2 separate regions of the Mus musculus genome follow, and region 2 is linked to region 1. The links are chromatin contacts, called in public promoter capture Hi-C maps. All regions are on one chromosome and are shown on one strand. Each heading gives the region's core, a stretch centred on a gene start, on an enhancer-like site or on the middle of the called end of the contact. The rest is flanking DNA. Distances are from core to core; before and after follow the strand shown. Region 1 holds the start of Cox7c (cytochrome c oxidase subunit 7C). Region 2 holds the start of Edil3 (EGF-like repeats and discoidin I-like domains 3).

The links. Promoter capture Hi-C pulls out the DNA fragments that hold promoters and counts their contacts.
Region 2: a promoter capture Hi-C map of hippocampal neurons shows a contact between it and region 1, with 13 times the contacts expected there. The contact joins the promoter of Edil3 here to the promoter of Cox7c in region 1. A contact is called at or near these places in 7 of 39 promoter capture datasets (the 3T3-L1 cell line, the C10 cell line, cranial neural crest and 3 more) and 4 of 115 datasets of contacts at active chromatin or transcription factors (astrocytes, embryonic forebrain, embryonic midbrain and 1 more).

What each region holds. Positions count from the first base shown.
Region 1 is chr13:86,045,192-86,050,249 of GRCm38.p6, forward strand. It overlaps Cox7c (cytochrome c oxidase subunit 7C), which reads right to left and starts at 1,604. Exons shown (of 3, transcript NM_007749.3): 1 at 1,410-1,604; 2 at 536-678. The coding sequence starts at 1,484. The coding sequence ends at 562.
Region 2 is chr13:88,819,968-88,825,353 of GRCm38.p6, forward strand. Edil3 (EGF-like repeats and discoidin I-like domains 3) reads left to right here and starts at 1,505. Exons shown (of 11, transcript NM_001037987.3): 1 at 1,505-2,081. The coding sequence starts at 2,015. It overlaps Gm38504 (a long non-coding RNA gene), which reads left to right and starts at 4,257. Exons shown (of 2, transcript XR_382711.3): 1 at 4,257-4,505.

The sequences.
Region 1 (5,058 bases), core at 354-2,853:
ATAGATAACTAGGAGTGGTAGAAATGAAAAGAACACTGGAACATTTCAGGGTTTCTTTCCCATCAACTTTGTAGATGTCAATACCATTTGGTAATGTCAAAGGTTGGCTATCCTTAGTGCACTTTTGTCGCTGAAGATTCAATTATTTCTGTAGAAGACACAACACTGATTTATGAAGTGTGATTCATAGAACAAGATTATCCTCTGTAGGAACCCTACACTAGTGCTACTAGCTATTGAAACTCAATCAATTATCTCTGTGTCTTCAATGGGGTTTTAATACTACTTATCTTAGAGGTGTGTTGCATAATATATATTCAGATTATTGGGGTCAAGGAGTACTTGTAAAATACTGACCTTTACTGATCAATACTTTATTTTTTTAATAGGTTTTCCAAATTGCCTCTACCAATATGACATTTACACTTAACCTTAAGGAATCTGGAGACAACTATCTACTTGCATGTTGTGGAAGAGTGTATAGGGTATAGAACAGAAATTACTGTTTTAGGAAAATTAGAAGCTTACTAATTACCTGTTAAAGGGATGAATTAAATATCCTTATTTTTTAAGTAGCTGGTGTCTTACTATAAAGAAAGGTGCGGCAAACCCAGATCCAAAGTACACGGTCATCATAGCCAGCAACCGCCACTTGTTTTCCACTGAAAATGGCAAATTCTGTTGAGAAAGAGAGAACACGGCAAAAAACATTCGTTCAAAGCATCTGAACTTGCTCTAATAAAAGGGTCGGGAGCAACCACGTATTTTATAATCAGCTGCATTCGACAGAACATTTTCATTTTAATTTAACACGCAGGTTTTCTGAATACCAGTTGGTAGGCCCTATTAAGTGTAAGGGTCTTTTTGGTTTTAATATTTGAAAAAAAAATTACTCTCCGAAGTAGTAACTTTTAGAAACAAACACATCATTCTCGTCCGTTGTTATTCGAATTTTCAGTATCAATCACAGTACAATTTTCTCTTTTTCCTATTCCACATCCTCTCTCTTCCCTTTACCAGGCTTCACCTAACAATTCCGGGGCAGTCACCACTAAGTACTCCGTTTACTTACACTGGGGGCTAAACCGGGCCTAACCGAGGATCGCCGCTTCAAACGTGGCTTGCTGGTTTAAAGCGCTAATAACCAGCCACAGGCCCTCTTCTTTTGTTTCCAATGACCTTCAATCTCCGACGCCGCCCAGCTCCCACCGAACCTTCCAGGCCTCGCTCTGCGGCTGACAGGCGGCGTGGAGGCAGCGGCTAGGCGCCGTGCTTCCCAGTTCTCCCCGGGGTGTGGACTGAGGGGCCTGAGTGTCTCCCCGAGCTCCTGGACAGTCACTTCCCTCCCCACACGCTCCAGGCCGGCCGCCGAGCGTCACCTTGCCCCTAGGCAGCCGAGCCTCACTCACCTTCCCCGGACCCTCCTCATAGTGGCTGCGACGGACCACGGAGGTCGTGAACCTCCGGATACTCTGGCCCAACATGTCGCTGCTGGAAGTTCTGCGAGGGCCGCAGACACGGAAGGCGGAAGAAATGGCCGTACCACCTAACTCCCCTTTCTACACGACCTTGCTCGGCAGAGCGCGAAGACCGAAAGGGAAGATGGGAGTTACAACAGGAACTTCCTGAAACGTACTCAACCGGCGGGCTCTGAGGTTTGTGGGCTTTGTAGTTTAGATAATACCGGGCGCCATATCGGCTCCGATGGATTGTGGGAAATGTAGTCTGGCTCTAGAATGAGCGCGCACCAGCACCAAGTGATAACTTACCTTTAGTGATTCAATGGGACCTGAGCTGTCCTATGAGTTCAGATCTAGGATTCTTGGGATTTGTTTCCAGAAACAATTTATTGAAGAAACTAAAGCTGCTTTAACATGTGTGTTCAAGTTAATGGAACAAGAAATAAAATTATTTTCTTGTGAGTATATCAGTCATTTTGATTATGGTTCTTTGCCAAGGTTGAAAGATGTGCATTATAGTCCTGTCTGAGGGAACACAAGCAACTGATCAAACAGTATGTAGCACAAAGGATGCCGTAGTGAAAACTGGACTGAAGTGCTAAGACCTGGTTTTTTTGAAGGTATAGAAATTGGATATAAGAGGACATACAGATAGAAACTCCTATGCGCAGCATGATTAGGTTGGAGAAGACACAAGAACCTTCTGACTTCTGGAGATTCCCTGGATTAGGAATTGGTTTATTCCTGCTGAACATAACAGTTTCATGGAGCATCAACATTAGCCAAGGCTACTAGACACTCGTAGATTATTGTTTTTTTTTTAAATTGGATAATTTCTTTATTTGCATTTCAAATGTTATTCCCTTTACCAATCCCCCCCCAAACTCCCTATCCCATCCCACCTTTTGTGAGAATATCGTTTGAAAAGGGGGTCACTGTGTGTATCTCTAAATATATAAATATAACCTTTTCAGTCTGTATAATATTACTTATGTATGTAACAATACCGGATGAAATGAAGAAACCATGAATTTGAAAGAGAACACAAGGCAGGGTACATGAAAGGGGTTGGAGGGAGAAAAGAGAAATGGAGAAATGCTGTAATCATATTATAATTAAAAATTATAATTTTTAGAAGAACACCACATAGACTTGTTAAATTAAGATTAGTCTAAATATGGTTCATATTTGATGATAAAATTTGGCTGAAACTATATCCTAAGAGATGTGTAAAAATATTTCATTCAAGCTACTAAGGCTCAGAAAGTAACAGGAGTTAAGCAAATCACAGGACTACATTCTGTCATCTAGCTCTCAGTCTGTCAGTCTGTTGGTTTGTCTATCTATCTATCTATCTATCTATCTATCTATCTATCTATCTATCATCTATCTGTCATCTACATATTTATGAATCTGCCTGTTAAACATAGTTGCAAATTCTATCACAAGTGTAGGCCATCCTTACCTAATCTAGATGACTCTCTTGGACTCTCTGTGAGTATTGTCATTAAAAGAGTAAGGCAGAAAGTATCAGTGTGCCATTGTCTTGCCCATATATAACAGTAAGAGAGATGAAAGGAGGTGGGGAGGGAGATTAGTTCCTCTCCTAACTTTTGGAGTGGGGGGTATGGGGAGAGAGAGGGGGGGAGAGAGAGAGAGAGAGAGAGAGAGAGAGAGAGAGAGAGAGAGAGAGAGAGAGAGAGAGAGAGAGAATTTCATTTTTAAAATATTTTTATTAGATATTTTCTTCATTTACATTTCAAATGCTATCCCGAAAGTCTCCTATACTCTACCCCCTGCCCTGCTCCCCTACCCACCCACTCCCACTTCTTGGCCCTGGTGTTCCCCTGTACTGGGGCATATAAAGTTTGCAAGACCAAGGGGCCAAGATATTTTATTTTATCCATTTTATCTGATGGTTTGCCTTTGTGTATGCATGCATTAAAACTTGATTCTTTGACAGGAGTAGCAAGCACTCTTAAACTTTCTCTTCAGTCCCCTCTTAAATTTTTAGAAGAGATTTGTTCTGTCCTTTTTCATATTAAAAGATTTGTAACAATACTTATGTTTATTCTATTAGAATTCTATACATGTATACAATTTATTTTGATGTCTATGCCCTCCCTCCAACTCTCTTTGTACATCCTACAATGTGTGCCCCTCCCAACTTTATGCCTTCTTTGTTTAAGATATCTCACTGAGTACATTTAGTATTGCTCACATGGAAGTGTAAATGGGTTTTTAGCCATCTACTTGGCAAAGAAACCCACCAATGGTGACACGTTCTAGGGAAAATTGACCCTTCTTCCGCCAGTAGCCATCAACTGTTAATTGCTCCTCAGAGCTAGGTTTTGTGACTGGACCACCACCCCTATGCTAGATTTTGACTAGTTTAATCTTTTCTCAGGTATGTGCAAATAACCTTATCTACTGTGAATATGCAAGTGCAGTGGTAATGCTATGCCCAGAAGAAAACATTTCAAAGTACTCCTCCCCATCCTCCTGTTCTTACATTCTTTCCACCCTGTCTTCCTTGATGTTCCCTGAGGCTTGGAGGAGAAGGTCGTGTAAAGGTTCCATTTAGGCCTGAACATTCATGCTTGTTCTCTGTGTTTTGAATTGTTATAAATCTGTACTGACTAGTGCCTACTGCAGAAAGACTTATTTCACCAAGGCTGACAGCAGCACATATCTATTTGTATAAAAACAAATATTCAGAAGAGAGTTCAACAGCATTGCTATTTAGCAAAAGTAACAACAGCAGTCCCCTGTCATCCATCTCTAGGGCCTATAGTCTCCAGACTATAAATAGGGAGTACTTTTTTATTCTTAATTCTACCTTTTAGTCTACTATAAATAATGTTACCTGTAGACTTAACTATCATTGATTCTAATTTACATCAGTGAATCTTCTCTGTGATTCACACAGGCCAATGGCTAGAATTAGCTCAGAACTGAAGCAGATCTAGCATAGTTACACAAATTATTTTCATAAGAATTGTGGAGTAGCCTTCTTGGGACCTCTGTCCCTGGGAAAGGATGGCAGAAATTGGAATGTACCAGTGTCCTTTCCAGATGTGACAATATCGAGAACTGTCTTTCTTACCTCTTAAAACCCTAAGTTCTTCCTCTACTTAAAAGCCTCCTGGGAAGTTCCTTAGAGTCCACAAAAGGGGAGGACATTCATGGAATATGCAAATAATTGTAACCATCTTGTCCCCAGAGCTCAGACCCACTACCAGCTTGACCAGCAGTACCTGGCACGGAAAAGCCTCTTCCAAAAATTTTAGGCATAAATATGTGATCTATACTAATATGGTTATGCTTGCAAACAAGTAACAGTTATGGGGGATATTTAGAGTTAATAAATTATTACCTAGGTCTAACAATTACTTGAGACTTCATCAAGCAATTGATGGGAACAGATGGAGAGTACCAAAGACAAACACTAGGTTGAACTTCAGAGACCTGTGAAGGAGGCGAATGAAGGACAGGTGGAGCCACAGGGGTCAGGGACACATGAAGAGAACATGGTCCTCAGAATCAACTGACAGGGACTTACGGGAACTCAAAGAGATCCGGGAGCCAGTAGAGATCT
Region 2 (5,386 bases), core at 255-2,754, 2.8 Mb after region 1:
TCTCCCTTCCCAGTTTCCTTCCTGAAAACCCCATATTCGGTCCCCCAGCCCTTCTGGCTCCCCCACCCAACCACCCACCAACTCCTGCCTCACCATTCTAGCATTCCCCTACACTGGGGGCATTGAGCTTTCACAGGACCAAGGGCTTCTCCTCGCATTGATACCTAACAAGGCCCTTCTCTGCCACATATATGGCTGGAGTCATGGGTCCCTCCATGTGTATTCTTTGGTTGATGGTTTAATCCCTGGGAGCTCTGGTTAGTTTTTTAAACATGTATTGTCACCCTCTCACTCAGCATGGGAAACATGTTTTATTGTGGTTGGTGTTTTGCCCATATTACACATTACTTCTCTCTCTTGCCCTCATTTGGTTTTATTTCTCAATTGGTTTGCATGTCCTCCCACCCTTGATATCACTCCAGACAGAGAGATGGTACAAGATGAGGTTCCAAGGACTTGAGGAAGAAATAAAGAAGTTTCATGGTTGTCTCCTTTCAGCATCTAATCCTGAGAGTGACAATTTTCTTCATTTCTTCAGTTTCTCTACGCATGTGTTTATATCCTCCTATCTCCCTTCCTAATGGTGACTCGGGGAGGGCAGAGAACCCTGTTTCATTTTGGTACTTGGTACCACAGGAATTGAATCTACAGTAAGCAATCATTCTAACTGAAAAACAGGGGAGAAAGTACAATTGTAAGCCAGAGGCTTTATTTTCAGTTCAATCACTTTCAGTGCAAAATAAGCCCATTTATTTTAGTTTTGGTGAAGAACAGCGAAATTTGATCCACCTGAGTGATGTGTCAAGAATCTGCTCTTTCCTCTGTTTTTCTATGACTTCCTTCATGTGAAACAGATGTCCTGCTTACATGCCTCCCACTTGCTTATGCCCTTTCTCCACTGAGAGCAGATGAGCCCACAACCTTTCTCTTCAGCCCTGAGCAAACTGATTTGCAGGCAGAACAACAGAGCAGCAGCCTGTCTTGCCTGTCTGGCTCCTGACTAAATCGTGACTCCTGAGAAACTGAGACTTCTTTTAGCAGTCTTGGGTCTCACCAAGCTTGAGGCTCCTAGAGCCACTTTGTGAAATCTCTTAACTTCCTTTCCTGGCAGTCCTGAAGTTCAGTGGACTCTTTTGTACACTTAACCATAAAACCAAACCTGGAACCAACACTTTCGGACATCTATCGTATTCCCTTAACCTTAGAGTTTGCATCTTAGGTGGAGAAGATGTGGAACTTAGCAGATAGTGGCAGGTATCAGTCAGGGTGTGGCTGCGGCTGCCTCCCTTTCTCTTCCAGCAGAAGGAGCCACCTTCCAAAGCTGGGGGAGAGAGAGAGAATGGGGGGGAGAGGAAGAGAGAGGGAAGGAGGGAGAGAGAGAGAGAGAGAGAGAGAGAGAGAGAGAGAGAGAGAGAGAGAGAGAGAGAGAGAGAGAGAGAGAGATTGGAGAAGGCAATAAGAAGAGGGAGGGTAGGGGGGCGGGCCGCCGGGGGCGCCCAAAGCCAGCTAGGCTCAGTCTCACACGCGCGCCGCCACTGTTTGTACACAGTGCGCTCCTGGCCTCAGGCTCGCTCCCCTCCAGCTCTCGCTTCATTGTTCTCCAAGTCAGAAGCCCCCGCAGCCGCCGCGGCAGCAGCGTGAGCCGTAGTCACTGCTGGCCGCTTCGCCTGCGGTGCGCGCACGGAAATCGGGGAGCCAGGAACCCAAGGAGCCCGCGCTCCGCCCGCTGTGCCTCTGCTAGGACCCACTCGCAGCCCCAGCCTCTCTCAAGCGCACCCACCTCCGCGCACCCCAGCTCAGGCGAAGCTGGAGTGAGGGGTGAATCACCCTTTCTCTAGGGCCACCACTCTTTTATCGCCCTTCCCAAGAATTTGAGGAAGCGCTGCGGGAGGAAAGACGTCCTCTTGAATCTCTGACAGGGCGGGGTTTACTGCTGTCCTGCAGGGCCGCCTCGCCTACTGTGCCCTCCGCTACGACCCCGGACCAGCCCAGGTCACGTCCGTGAGAAGGGATCATGAAGCACTTGGTAGCAGCCTGGCTTTTGGTTGGACTCAGCCTCGGGGTGCCCCAGTTCGGCAAAGGTGAGGTGGCTGGGCAGGGGTCCCTGGATGAGGGACGGGCGGGGAGCACCTTTGGAAATGCCGCTCAAGGGGCCACAGTGGGTCCTCAGTGCGTGCACGGCGTGAGGAGCGCTACGAAAGAGGCGATGCTCCCTGGATACCCTGCCAAAGTGCTAGCAAAGTCCGTGTGGAGTGCCCCAGGCTGAGCCTGGGAAGAGGGTGCGATCTAGAAAATAAGAAGATTGAGGGGGTGTGAAGGGGTTGTCTTCCTAGGCTTTTTTTTTGCTAGTGATTCCCTGCGCGACCCCTGACTAGCAAATATCAATGTTCTTGGCCGATGACAGCGGACAGGGTTGTGAGGTTGTGATAGAGACCTGACAGAGCTAAGTGTGCTGGGCCATCATCTAGTAGGTGCTAGAATAGCCTGGATAACCACCGGGCGGTAAGCTGGATGCAGTGCTCTGGTGCAGGGACAGGGGTGGGGGTGGGGGTGGGGGCTAAGGGGTCTGTCAACCTGGACCCGATATTGAGAGTTCATACTGCCAATGAGAAAGAGAGAGGTCTACTAAGTCGCTAGCTTTCTCCCCAACCCTCCTCTTGGGCGCGTGACTTCAATTACAACAGCTCAAACAACTCTCTTCTCCTCCAACCCCAGGGGGCTTGAGCATTATTTTGTACTCCCTCTGGGTAAGACCTTAACTCTTGGTAATAGATGGCTGTGATGTGCAAACCAACCTTCATGCGTCCCTGGCCCAGGAGCCAAAAAGTTGTTCAGATTTGTCTACCTGTGCCTTTCATGGTTTGCATGTAAATAGGAAACTAGCATACAAAACAAAACCTAAAATTTTAAAATCAGTGAGTCTCCGGGTGAGTTGTTTAGGTGACTTTCAGGTCCTTTTGAGAGATTAGGCTTTGTCAATATAAAACCTGGTCAGAAACCTTTGTCTGCATATCAGCGGGTACTGAATTGGAGCCAGGAAGCCAAAGAGAGAGAAGGGGTTTCCAGATATTGGGTGGCTGTGCCCTTTCTGCGTTTGTGAGTACAGAAGGCCCTTCTGAGAGAGATTTACTAGAATCCTCCACAGATAGCAGTAAGTAGAGAGCTGATAAGCTACAAGGATTTGAAACGTTGTGGCTCTAGAAGTATTTGGAATTAAAAAAAAATGCTTTGACTCGAATCCATTTGAGATTAGACTAGGCATTGCATGGATACTCTACGCTACACCTATGCACTACCTATGTATGCGCTTCGGAGGGATGGACTGTTGGGGACTATCCTTCAGAAACCTGTGTTGCAGCCAGATGCCAATCTCTTTGGGACTCAAGTGGTGGGTAGTTCTGGTCTTCTCAGCTCCCCAGGATGTGACTGTTTTTCCAGGGGTGTAGGTGTGTGGGATCTATTCCAAACCTGCTCTGATAGTTGCCTCGCTGAGGCAGCCACTCCAGTGAAGGTTAGCATATGGAAATGTTTTCGGAGTGGGTCGCCTAGACTCCAGTGGTAAGGAAAGAACAGGCTTCCAAAGCTGATATTTCCTGGTTTTTTTTTTTTTTTTTTTTTTTTTTTTAAATTTCTTGTCTGAATTCCCTCTGCACTTTGATGCCTTAGCTGGTAGGGAACTGTAAGAACCACAGGCACTCCCCTCTCCTCCTATCCCCGCCTCTGTTCCCACCCCAAATAGGAACACACACATACACTCGCGAGCGCGCGCGCACGCACACGCACACACACAAACACACACACACACACACACACACACACACGCGCTCGTGGGTGCACTCACAAGCACCTACTAGGCAACTCCTCTGCCACTAAGTGACCCTTACCAATGGTGACTGGAAAGCTAGAGGACCTATTGAGTGACTGAGCTTGCCAGAAGACTTCTCCTAGCTAGAGTTTGGGAAGGAAAAAAAAAAAAAATTGCAGCTGCTCTGAGCTCTTAATGATGCCCACGCCGAGGCATCTTTGCCACCAGTCAAGTGGACGATAGCGATGTTGCCAGGGCTTTCCAGTGTGCTGCTAGAGACAAAGCTCGGGAAGCCTACCCCCTCCATCCTTCAGACTGATCCTTTGTAAGCCACCCTGCGGGTGGAGGGCGGCAGCTTCTGAGAAAGAAACGGACCGATTTGCATAAGCTTTTTTTTTTTTTTTTTTTTTTTTTTTTTTTTTTTTTTTTTTTTTTTTTTTTTCTGTTAAACTTGTGCCTCTCTAATTTTCTCCTCCCGGACCTCTGCAGAAAGCAGATCCGAGTTTGCTTGATAGTTCAAACAATTAAACTTTGGGAAACTTACTGAAACTGGTGTTAACATAGAATTTTACTCTGCTTTTTTTCATACCCCTCCCCCATCGTGTATCTTTGATTTATCAAATGTCGAAGAGAAATTAGTGTTTTCCTTTGTGTGGACCCCAATTTACAGGCACTCATGCCTGGAATTGGATAACGATAGGTAAGCCCACTTATTGGCTGTCTTTATTTTAAAATTAAACCAATGGATCAGTCAGATTGAATATTTTATTAACTCTTAAATTATTCATCATTGTGTATTGCTTTAAAAAAATCCAATAACATGCATACAGTTGCAGCAAACACGTGACATCTTATGCAATCTGTCCCCATGCCTGCAGTTTGTGCCTGGAGTCTTTAAGCAAACGGTATTATCTAAAAATGTCTGGATGGGCCCTAAATGCTATGAATCATTGGCATTTGAATTCCCATCTTTTAATCAATGGAGATCTTAGTTAATTCGACATGAGAAGAAATTAATACCTGAAGAATCTCACTCCAGATACCACTATGCTTCAATGATTGCATAGTGAAGTTTAAGCTGAAATAACCGGTTTCTATGGGGATTTTATTACTGCACTTTGGGGCCATCATTACCTAATTTGCATGACCATTAACTTTACACTTTAAGAAATAACTGCTAACATCAGATTCAAGGTGAAGCGTTTTAAATTAATTTAAAAATATTATATTGAAGGTAATAGTTAAGTGGACATAAAGTCCCTTGCTGTGAGAGTTTGGAACCAGTGTAAAATCTGTGCCGTACCAGGCAATACAATGGTACAGCGGAGCTTTTCCAATGGTGCTGAGAAAGTTCTCGTTCTACCTTAAACTTTCTCTTAAAATTGAAAGGTATTTAATCTAGAAATTTGTTTTATTTGTGGTGAATATTTACAGTAAAAATGGAAAAGTAAAGTGGAATAGAATATACTATCTTCTTTGATCTTAAACTTAAAGATTTGCCAAATAAGGCCAATGTAGTACATTTCTGGACAATTCCTTAAGTTAAAGACATTTGTATTTTCATTAAATATTTTAAGCTGA